2 separate regions of the Mus musculus genome follow, and region 1 is linked to region 2. A link is a contact called in public promoter capture Hi-C data. All regions are on one chromosome and are shown on one strand. Each heading gives the region's core, a stretch centred on a gene start, on an enhancer-like site or on the middle of the called end of the contact. The rest is flanking DNA. Distances are from core to core; before and after follow the strand shown. Region 1 holds the start of A330023F24Rik (RIKEN cDNA A330023F24 gene). Region 2 holds the start of Rcor3 (REST corepressor 3).

What was found. Capture Hi-C pulls out chosen DNA fragments and counts their contacts.
Region 1: a promoter capture Hi-C map of adipose tissue shows a contact between it and region 2, with 4 times the contacts expected there. The contact joins the promoter of A330023F24Rik here to the promoter of Rcor3 in region 2. A contact is called at or near these places in 3 of 39 promoter capture datasets (the C10 cell line, hippocampal neurons and liver) and 1 of 9 other capture datasets (adipose tissue).

Annotation. Positions count from the first base shown.
Region 1 is chr1:195,015,898-195,020,056 of GRCm38.p6, reverse strand. A330023F24Rik (RIKEN cDNA A330023F24 gene) reads right to left here and starts at 2,658. Exons shown (of 8, transcript NR_015566.2): 1 at 2,506-2,658; 2 at 1,117-1,456.
Region 2 is chr1:192,136,101-192,140,034 of GRCm38.p6, reverse strand. Rcor3 (REST corepressor 3) reads left to right here and starts at 1,995. Exons shown (of 12, transcript NM_001346740.1): 1 at 1,995-2,296; 2 at 2,546-2,602. The coding sequence starts at 2,137. Gm10516 (predicted gene 10516) reads right to left here and starts at 3,137. Exons shown (of 4, transcript NR_033536.1): 1 at 2,974-3,137.

The sequences.
Region 1 (4,159 bases), core at 1,409-3,908, 2.9 Mb before region 2:
GAGATGAGCTCCTATGTCTGCTTTCACTCTCCTCCATCACTAGGCACATGATGGAACATCTCTGGTTTAGGCTGACTAGGGCAGGGAAGCCAAGTAGTCATACTCTGGTAAAGATGGGGTCCCCGGTCGTGGGACCCTGACCCAGAAGGCTTCCATTTAGACCTCCATCCAGTGCTGTGACCCAGCATGGAACCAGGCAGTTCTGCTTTCAGACCACCTTCATTGCAACAATCATAACTGCATCTATCTATACAGTGGCTGTATTCCTCTATCAGAGACCCCTTTTTAAATCCCCACCCACTCCTTAGAATTAGCACAGCAGGGCCAACCATGTAAAGGACAAGCAGATATGCCTTCAAAATGGCAGCCTCAAAGGAATCCAGAGTGTAAACCCAGCCAGGAAAAGGAAAGCTAGAGACAAGGAAAGGACACTGCCAACCCCCTCCCAAAAGGTTTTCACTCCTTCCCTTAAAAAAGTCCCTGCCCCCAAACTAGAAAGGATAAAAGGGAAAGGAAGACATTATCCCCACCTCTAAGCCAGGGACTACAGGTGACACAGGGTACTCAGAAGGACATTCTGGGGTCCATGTCCTCAGATGAGACAGCAGATCATTTCTGTGCTCAAACTTGGTCACTAAGTGGCTACCTCATTCAGGGAGGGAAACTCCCACTGTTCCCTAGCAGACCCTCAGCTGTGAGCCGCAAGGAGTGGGGAGGTAGAGTTGCAAAGGAGGCTTGAGAAGGCACAGGCCACCCTGAGTTATATAACAAGGAGGGAGGTGTTTGTCCCAGGCCAGAGACCCAGGGTGCAATGCGTTCTTGCTCTGGATGCGCAGTCATGGGTGGAGCCACTACGCATGGTGCAGGGCCAAGCAAACCCCCTCCCACAAATATGAGACCCATTACAAGGATAAGATGGGGTGCCAGAACTCTAATTTTCTAGTTTTCCCCCAGTACAAGACAGCTGCTGCCGCCCCAGTTTCATTCATCTCCTGGTTCCCTAGACTGACAAATCATTCTAAAGGGAGTCCTTCAAAGCCCTACCCACTTACTTTTTGAGAAACATCATAACAGCCAGTTTCCAAGCAATACTCTGAGGTTAGTCCCCATCCTTACCTTCCCAAGCACAAGGTAGCGTCAACTTCCAAAAGGCAGATTCTTCCAATAGTGGGCTCAGCTCAGAGCTGATTTGAGGACTTTTGGACGACCAGAGCATCAACGCAGATCTGTTCACTTGGGAGCAGCCCATTCAATAGGAAGCCCAGGGTAATGGCGACAGCAGCAGCAGTTCTGCCCTACCTTGCCCGATAGTTTCCAGGGGAGCCAAGAATTATTTTTGCCGCAACACTGAGGTGTGGCAGATTGGAAAATTCCCTTTTCTGACACCAAAGCAGAGGACAAATATTTTCTTCCAATTTGTTCAATCCTCTTCAAATCCATCTCCCCAGTCTCCTCCCTCCAAAAAAAAAAAAAAAAGTTTGAGGCATTTTAAGCTCTTCCTCATAGTTCCTGAAATTTAAAAAAAGGTAAAGGAAGACGCTTCAGTTGGGCAGTCTGAAGCAGGCAGACTCACCTACGCACACCCCTAAAAGAGATTTTAGAAGCTGCTGGGCTTCTCTCCCTCCCCTTTAAGCAAGTGAAATGCAAATTCAGATTTGATACTCTGTCCTTAGCCAATCAAAAAGAGGTTTTCACCTGCCATTGGCCCTCCCACCAATGAGAGGAAGTGTCTGAAATAAGAGCCCTCCCCTGGCCAATGGAAGGCCAGCTCAGTCACTTAGTTAATGATGCAGCAGTACAGGGAAGGCCATCACATGTGAACTGGAAGGGAGCCAACATGGAGACACAGAGAAAGCAAGGTAAACAACTTTCCAACGCCAAAAGGATGACATTTAATCTCTAAATGTTAGCTTCCCACCTAGACTCATCTTTAACCCTTCTGCTGGTCCCACAGATCCCAGGAGCTTCACTACCTGTCTCCACAGAGCTCCTAACAAGATGCAACAGTGACTGCGTCATCATTCCCCACTTTTCTCAACTACGCAGTGACAACCTCCCAGCATCACCCCACTTCTCTCAGCCCACACCCTACCCTATGCCGATGCTCTTCCACCACCCCAGATGCCCACAACTAGACGTTTTAATAAGAGAATGCCTGGAAAAACAGTCCCTCTTGCCTGCTTCTTGTCACTTCTCACTCTCTTCCTTTCCCATAAGCCTGCACAGATGGACACTGACACCCAAACAACCTGGAAAACCAGTCTCTCCATCCACCAACAGAAAACAGGGTAAAGGGTGAAAGGTTAAGTGGGAAGCCGGGGATGGTTCACTCCTCTCCTCTATCCTGGTCAGACTTAAATAGATGACACTAAGGGAGAAGAAATTAAAGTAAAAATAAAATAAAATAAACCTCCAAGGGAAAAAGACAGCAAAAGGCAAGAAAGAAGGTAAGAAAAACAGCACCCACATACCCTAGACATTGCCCTTATCACAAGAAATACATACGTGGAAGAAGTGGGTTACGCCATCAAGTCCTTAAGCCACACTGGACCACCAGTCGTCTCCTGCACAGTCCCAAATCCCTGTCCAGATACAAGGTGCCGCAGTCCTGAATGTTCCAGAATCCACTCTGATTAAGCCTTCCACTGCCACCCTACCAACTCTTGTACTCACTCCTGCCCCCACCCGTTCCCACGTACTCCCCATGGGAACTGCCTGTGCCACCTTGCGTGACATCTTAGCCTAGGCTACCCAGAGGCCTCTGGACACCCAACAGATTTCTGAACGCTTGGCAGAACCTGGTGCCCAGTGTTGCTATGACTTGTTTCTTGATTTTTCTCTCCGCTGCAGCACGGCTGCTGCTAGCAGACCTATCGACAGCTTGTATGCTCATGCTGGCTCTCTCTCTCCTTCTCTCTCTCTCCCCCCCTTCTCCTGTCTCCTCCCCCCTCTCTCTTCTATCCCTCTCTCTCCTCTGTCTCTCTCCCCTCTCCCCCTCCTCTCTCTCTCTCTCTCTCTCTCTCTCTCTCTCTCTCTCTCTCTCTCTCTCTCTCTCTCTCTCTCTCTCTCTGAGCGCTGTGACGCAGATCTAAATTCTCCAGTCTGCTCCTTGTGTTGCAGAAGCAGAACTGCAGCTTTCCCTCTGGAGAGGCAGAGGGCAGTGCCAAGGCTGGTCAAACAAGGAAAAAAAAAAGTTGGACCTACATTCTGTTTTCTTGGCCACACATTTTAGCCTGGTTTTTTTTTTTTTCCTTTCTTTCTTTCTTTTTCTTACCTAACAGCTCCGTAACACACAGGTCCCTATTTCTGCAGCCTTTCTTCTTCACTTTGAGATTCATGGGAATAAGACTAGCTTTAACTCTTTGAATGGCAGCTCCCAGGGCTCAAATCAACCAGGGCTGTCCTTAACTAAATATTGCATCATCTTTTCTTGAGCCATATGGGCTTCTCCTAGCCATAGGCTAAAATAGTCCTCACCATGAGACCACCATTTCATTAACTCTTTCTGTCACGACAAGTCCAAAATTATAATCATGGTGCCCAGACATTATTTTTCTGACATTATTTTTGCCTTTTTATTTCATCTCTTTTTTTTGTTCATTTTGCTTGTTTGTTTGTTTTGTTTTGGGGCATGAAATCAGGACTTTTAAATCCTGAATTTCCTAAGGCTAAAAAGCATAATTAAAACATTTTTTTTGCTAACTCCACAAATGAGATCCTTCTATCAGATCAGGTATTTTAAAGAATAAACCAAACAGCAGCCTGAAGAAATCCAGAGTAATGTACGTCTATTCATTCAGTGTTTAAAATTTTAGAATCTAGTTAGGTATGTTCAATTACTTCCCCAAAGGCAGGAAGGCCACACATCTAAGATTTGTTGCTGAGTCATTTCTTCCCAAGATCCTTCTGACAACAAAAAAGACAACAGAATGATGGCCAAGCCTAGACCTAACATAGCCAATACCTGTTTCTTCCCTAGGATGGGTAACCAGATGAACCCCCAGTCCTTGAGCAATACTTTAACACATCCACATACCTGGAAACTCTTATGAGGAAAGTTCCACTGATGCTTCAGAGCCAGGTACAAGTTACTTTAGGGTAGTGACAACTCTTAGCAGCAAAGCACAGCTTCTAACATCCCCTTTCCTGACAATGCTAC
Region 2 (3,934 bases), core at 746-3,245:
TCCTCTCCAAACAGAAGTAGACATTCTTCCAGATTTCTACCTAGGGCTTTTCTGTTCTGTAATGTCTTATCTGGGAAGAGACCATTTTAAGGTCCACTACAATCACCCTTCTCAACCAGGCAAGTTTAGAGTGCTTTCCTTTTCTTAAAAGCAAAACAGAAATTTGTTTTCCTTAAACACACACACACACATCCCTTCACGCCAAAATCCTTCCCCAAAGGTGAATGCAGTCTTTGGTCTAAATATTCCAGTAGAATCATTTTACTGCCAAGATTCTACTAATCAAAATAGTCCCAAAAGCCCTTGAAACTTTTGATCCCTAATCTAGACGCAGATTCTTTTCTACAGAAAAGTGAATCAGCACTATTTCAGAGTTAAAAAGTGTATCTATTAAGAGGCCTCTATTTTGTTTTGTGGTTTTTTTTTTTCTTGAATTTTCTTTTTATAGGCTCTAGCTTTTGTACTCCAGGATCAAAGGAGCTGATGTGACAGGGCTGAGATGAGTCGTGTTCATTAGAGGTTGGAATGTAAAAAATAAAATATCATTTCAGTTGTCCATAACATTTCTCCTTGCAGAAAATAAAAATCAGACTTAAAATATCCTTCAGCAATGTGTTTTTTAAAAAAAGGAACCGATGCTAGGTGTGGTGGTGCAGCTCTTTACTCCCAGCACTCAGAAGACAGAGGCAAGCGGATCTCTGTGAGTTCCAGGACAGCCAGAAGTACACATAGAAATCCTGTCTCAAAAAATAAAACGGGAGGGGAGGTTGAGTTGTGGTTCAAAAATTAATGGACACATATAGAGCTAAAAATCAACTATTTCCAGTACCAGTACTGTTTCTCCACCCGGACAAAATACTCCCTCCTTTAGACAGATGACCGGCCTAATTCTTGTATCCCAGAGTTTTCTTGGCTGAATTCTTGAGTAGGTCTGTTATTTCTCAGTAACAGAATTCCAAAGAACAGTTTTAACCTTCAAGGTAATTTTACTGTTACCCCCAAATTCTGCAGGACACACATCTGTATATTAAGCAACTCCCCCCCCCCTTTACTCCTGAGACACAAATCGTCCTCCTTGCCCAGACAGTATGTCATAAGCAAATATCCTTAAATCTGGGGAAGAAATACAGTCCAGCCAATCTTCAACTGGGTGCAAACTGCCAGAAGGCAGCTGGCCTCACCTTTCTCTGCAGCAGCAGCACCTCTCTGCAGAGCACTTCTCTCTCCACCCTCTCCAGAATTGCTCTGAGCCACCACCCCAGGCAGTGTCGACCCAGATAGCACTGGCCCGGGGAAGGTAGAGTTCGGTTATTTATTTCCCCACTCGTGGCATTCGCTTCTTAGACAGCAAAAGGGAAAGAGCCAAGTGGAAATACTGCCCTTTCAGTCCCTCTCGGACCTCACAGCAGAGAGGAGCTGCCTCGCCAGGTCTTTAGGGCCGGTCTCATTCCGGAGTGAACCGATCCTGCCTCCAACCGGAGGACCCAGCTCCTACCCCGGGGCGCACCTCGCGGGAGCAGCTCCTGTCTGAGGCCGCCAACCCCTGCCCGCGTCACCGGAGCTGCTCCGGTCCAAGGCCGCCATCCTCATAGCTCCTGTCAAAGGCCGCCATCCCCGCCGCTCCTCACCGGAGCAGCTCCTGAGACCGCCATCCCGGGTTCCCGGTCACGGGAGCAGCTCCCGCCCCGCGGCCCCGCCTCAGCAGGCCAAATTCCTTCAGCTGAGACAGGGCAGAGGCCGCCTCCCCGCCCTCCATGCCGCCTCCGGGGCCTCCACATCGTCTCCCGGCCCTCGAGCGCCCGGGAACCGGCCGGCTGGGGACGCGCGGGGTCCCGGCCCTCTGGTCTCTCCGCCCCGCGGCCGGAACCTCCCTAGGGCGGAGTGATCGCGGCCGCCCAGTGAGGAGCGCGCGGCCACGAGGGGCGCTCGGCCGGGTGGCACGGCGCGGGGCGGCGGCGGCGGGGGAGGGGAGGGAGGCGGGGCCGGGGCGGGCCGGTGTGGGGCGACTGCGCTACGGCTCGACCGGGGCGGTGATGGCGGCTCCATATTAACACCTCCTCCTCCTCCTCCGCGCTCCCGCCCGCGCCCGCCAGCCGTCTCCCCCTTCCCTGACGCCACCTCTCCCCCTCCTCTACCATGCCCGGCATGATGGAGAAAGGGCCCGAGTTACTGGGGAAGAGCCGATCGGCCAACGGCGGCGCCAAGAGCCCGGCGGGAGGCGGCGGCTCCTCGGCCAACGGCGGGCTGCACTTCTCGGAGCCCGAGAGCGGCTGCAGCAGCGACGACGAGCACGGGGGTACCTCGCCGCGCTCCCCGCCCCCGCCCGTCCGCCCGGCCCCCTTCCCCGCGCCCTCCTCCCCCTCGGAGCCGAGCCGCGGCCGCCGGAACTCCCGGTGCCGCCGCAGCCCGCGACCCGCGCCTCCCCGCCCCCACCCGGCCACGGCCTCGCCCGCGCTCCCGCGGCTGGAGAGTCTCTGCCTTGCCCTTCCCCTCTCCTCTCCTTATTTATTACCATTTTACCATATATCTTGGCATTGCTTTGCAGATGTTGGGATGAGAGTCGGAGCTGAATACCAAGCTCGGATCCCTGAATTCGATCCAGGTAGATATATTTGCTCACAGGAAAACCCCATCTCTCTCTCTCTTTTTTTTTCCCCCAGGCTTGCTCTGGGGTGGCCGGCGTCGGGATGGGAGGGAGTTACGTGGTGTTGAGTGTGGGGCGCACCAGGAGAGGCCAGGGCAGGGCAGGGCAGGGCAGGGCATCGCGGGCGGGGAGGCTGGCAGGCTCGGCTGGGCAGTGACACAGGGCGTGGGGGTAGATGTGTGCATGGCAAGGTGAACATGGTTCCCTCCCGCGGCACTTGCACGCTGGTGGCTTCGCACGGAGGTCGCGGGTCCGAGGCCCGGGGCGTGGGGACTGCAAAACCAAGGGCTGCAGGAGAGGGCGTGCGATCTGTGTGTGCATGAACCTACCCCAGGTCAGATGCCACTCCGACCCGCCCTGGGAACCCGGGGCTCAGCCAGGCTCCGCAGGGCCACGCTTGGCAACCGCCTGCTGTCATTAGCCCGAGCCAAGGGCGAGCCCTGCGACCCCGGCGCACACGGGATCCTGGTTTTTCTTTCTGCCGAGGCGGTGTGGACCTGGGCGGGGAAACGCCCGTGCCCGACACCGCCCCGGTCGCCCCCAACCCCTCCCCGCGCGCCGACCCAGCCCGGGGAAGCCAGACCACAGGACAGCGGCAGCAGCTGCCAAGGAGACATTTTCTCCGGAACAGCCAGGTTCCAGCGCCCTCCGCCAGCGCAGCTTGCGGGCTCCCTCTCTACTTTTCTCCAAACAGGCTCCCCGGCTGTCACGGGATGTCAGGCTGCTCAGGGATTGGGCGAGAGTTCCGCATATGGAGGCGCCCTTGCTGGAGCCTCTGGGCCTGGAGTGCTCGGCTGCTCTAACCCAGCCAGACTTGCCACTGGGTGGGCTCTGCCCTTCCCTGCCTGAACTGCCCTCCCACTTTTCCTGCAGTCAGTTTTTGTCTAGAGCTCATTCTTAACCGCACTGCCCGAGTCCGACGCTGGAGTTGTAGTTGGTGTTGCAGAGGACTCACTTGTAATTTCACAAGGAAAGCAGTCATGTCCGTTTAGTTTAGGTATGCTAGGGGGCTTCCATCCTTCTCCCCATTAGGACTTACCAAGTAGGTAGTATCCCCTCTCTGAAAGGAGAAGGGTAACCGTTACAAGCATAATTAGGACAGTTTCCTTCAGTACATGATACCAGAGTGCTCATCAGATTTGGGGGTTACCTTCAAAGCGACACAGCTGTTGGGATATTTTATTAGAAGACTATCGGTGTGTGCCGTGGTGGGCTTCTTGTAGTCGTATTTTTCTTGTTGGCATAGCTAGCTAGTAGGTGGGTTCCTTCACTTTATGGCTGTGCTTCAGG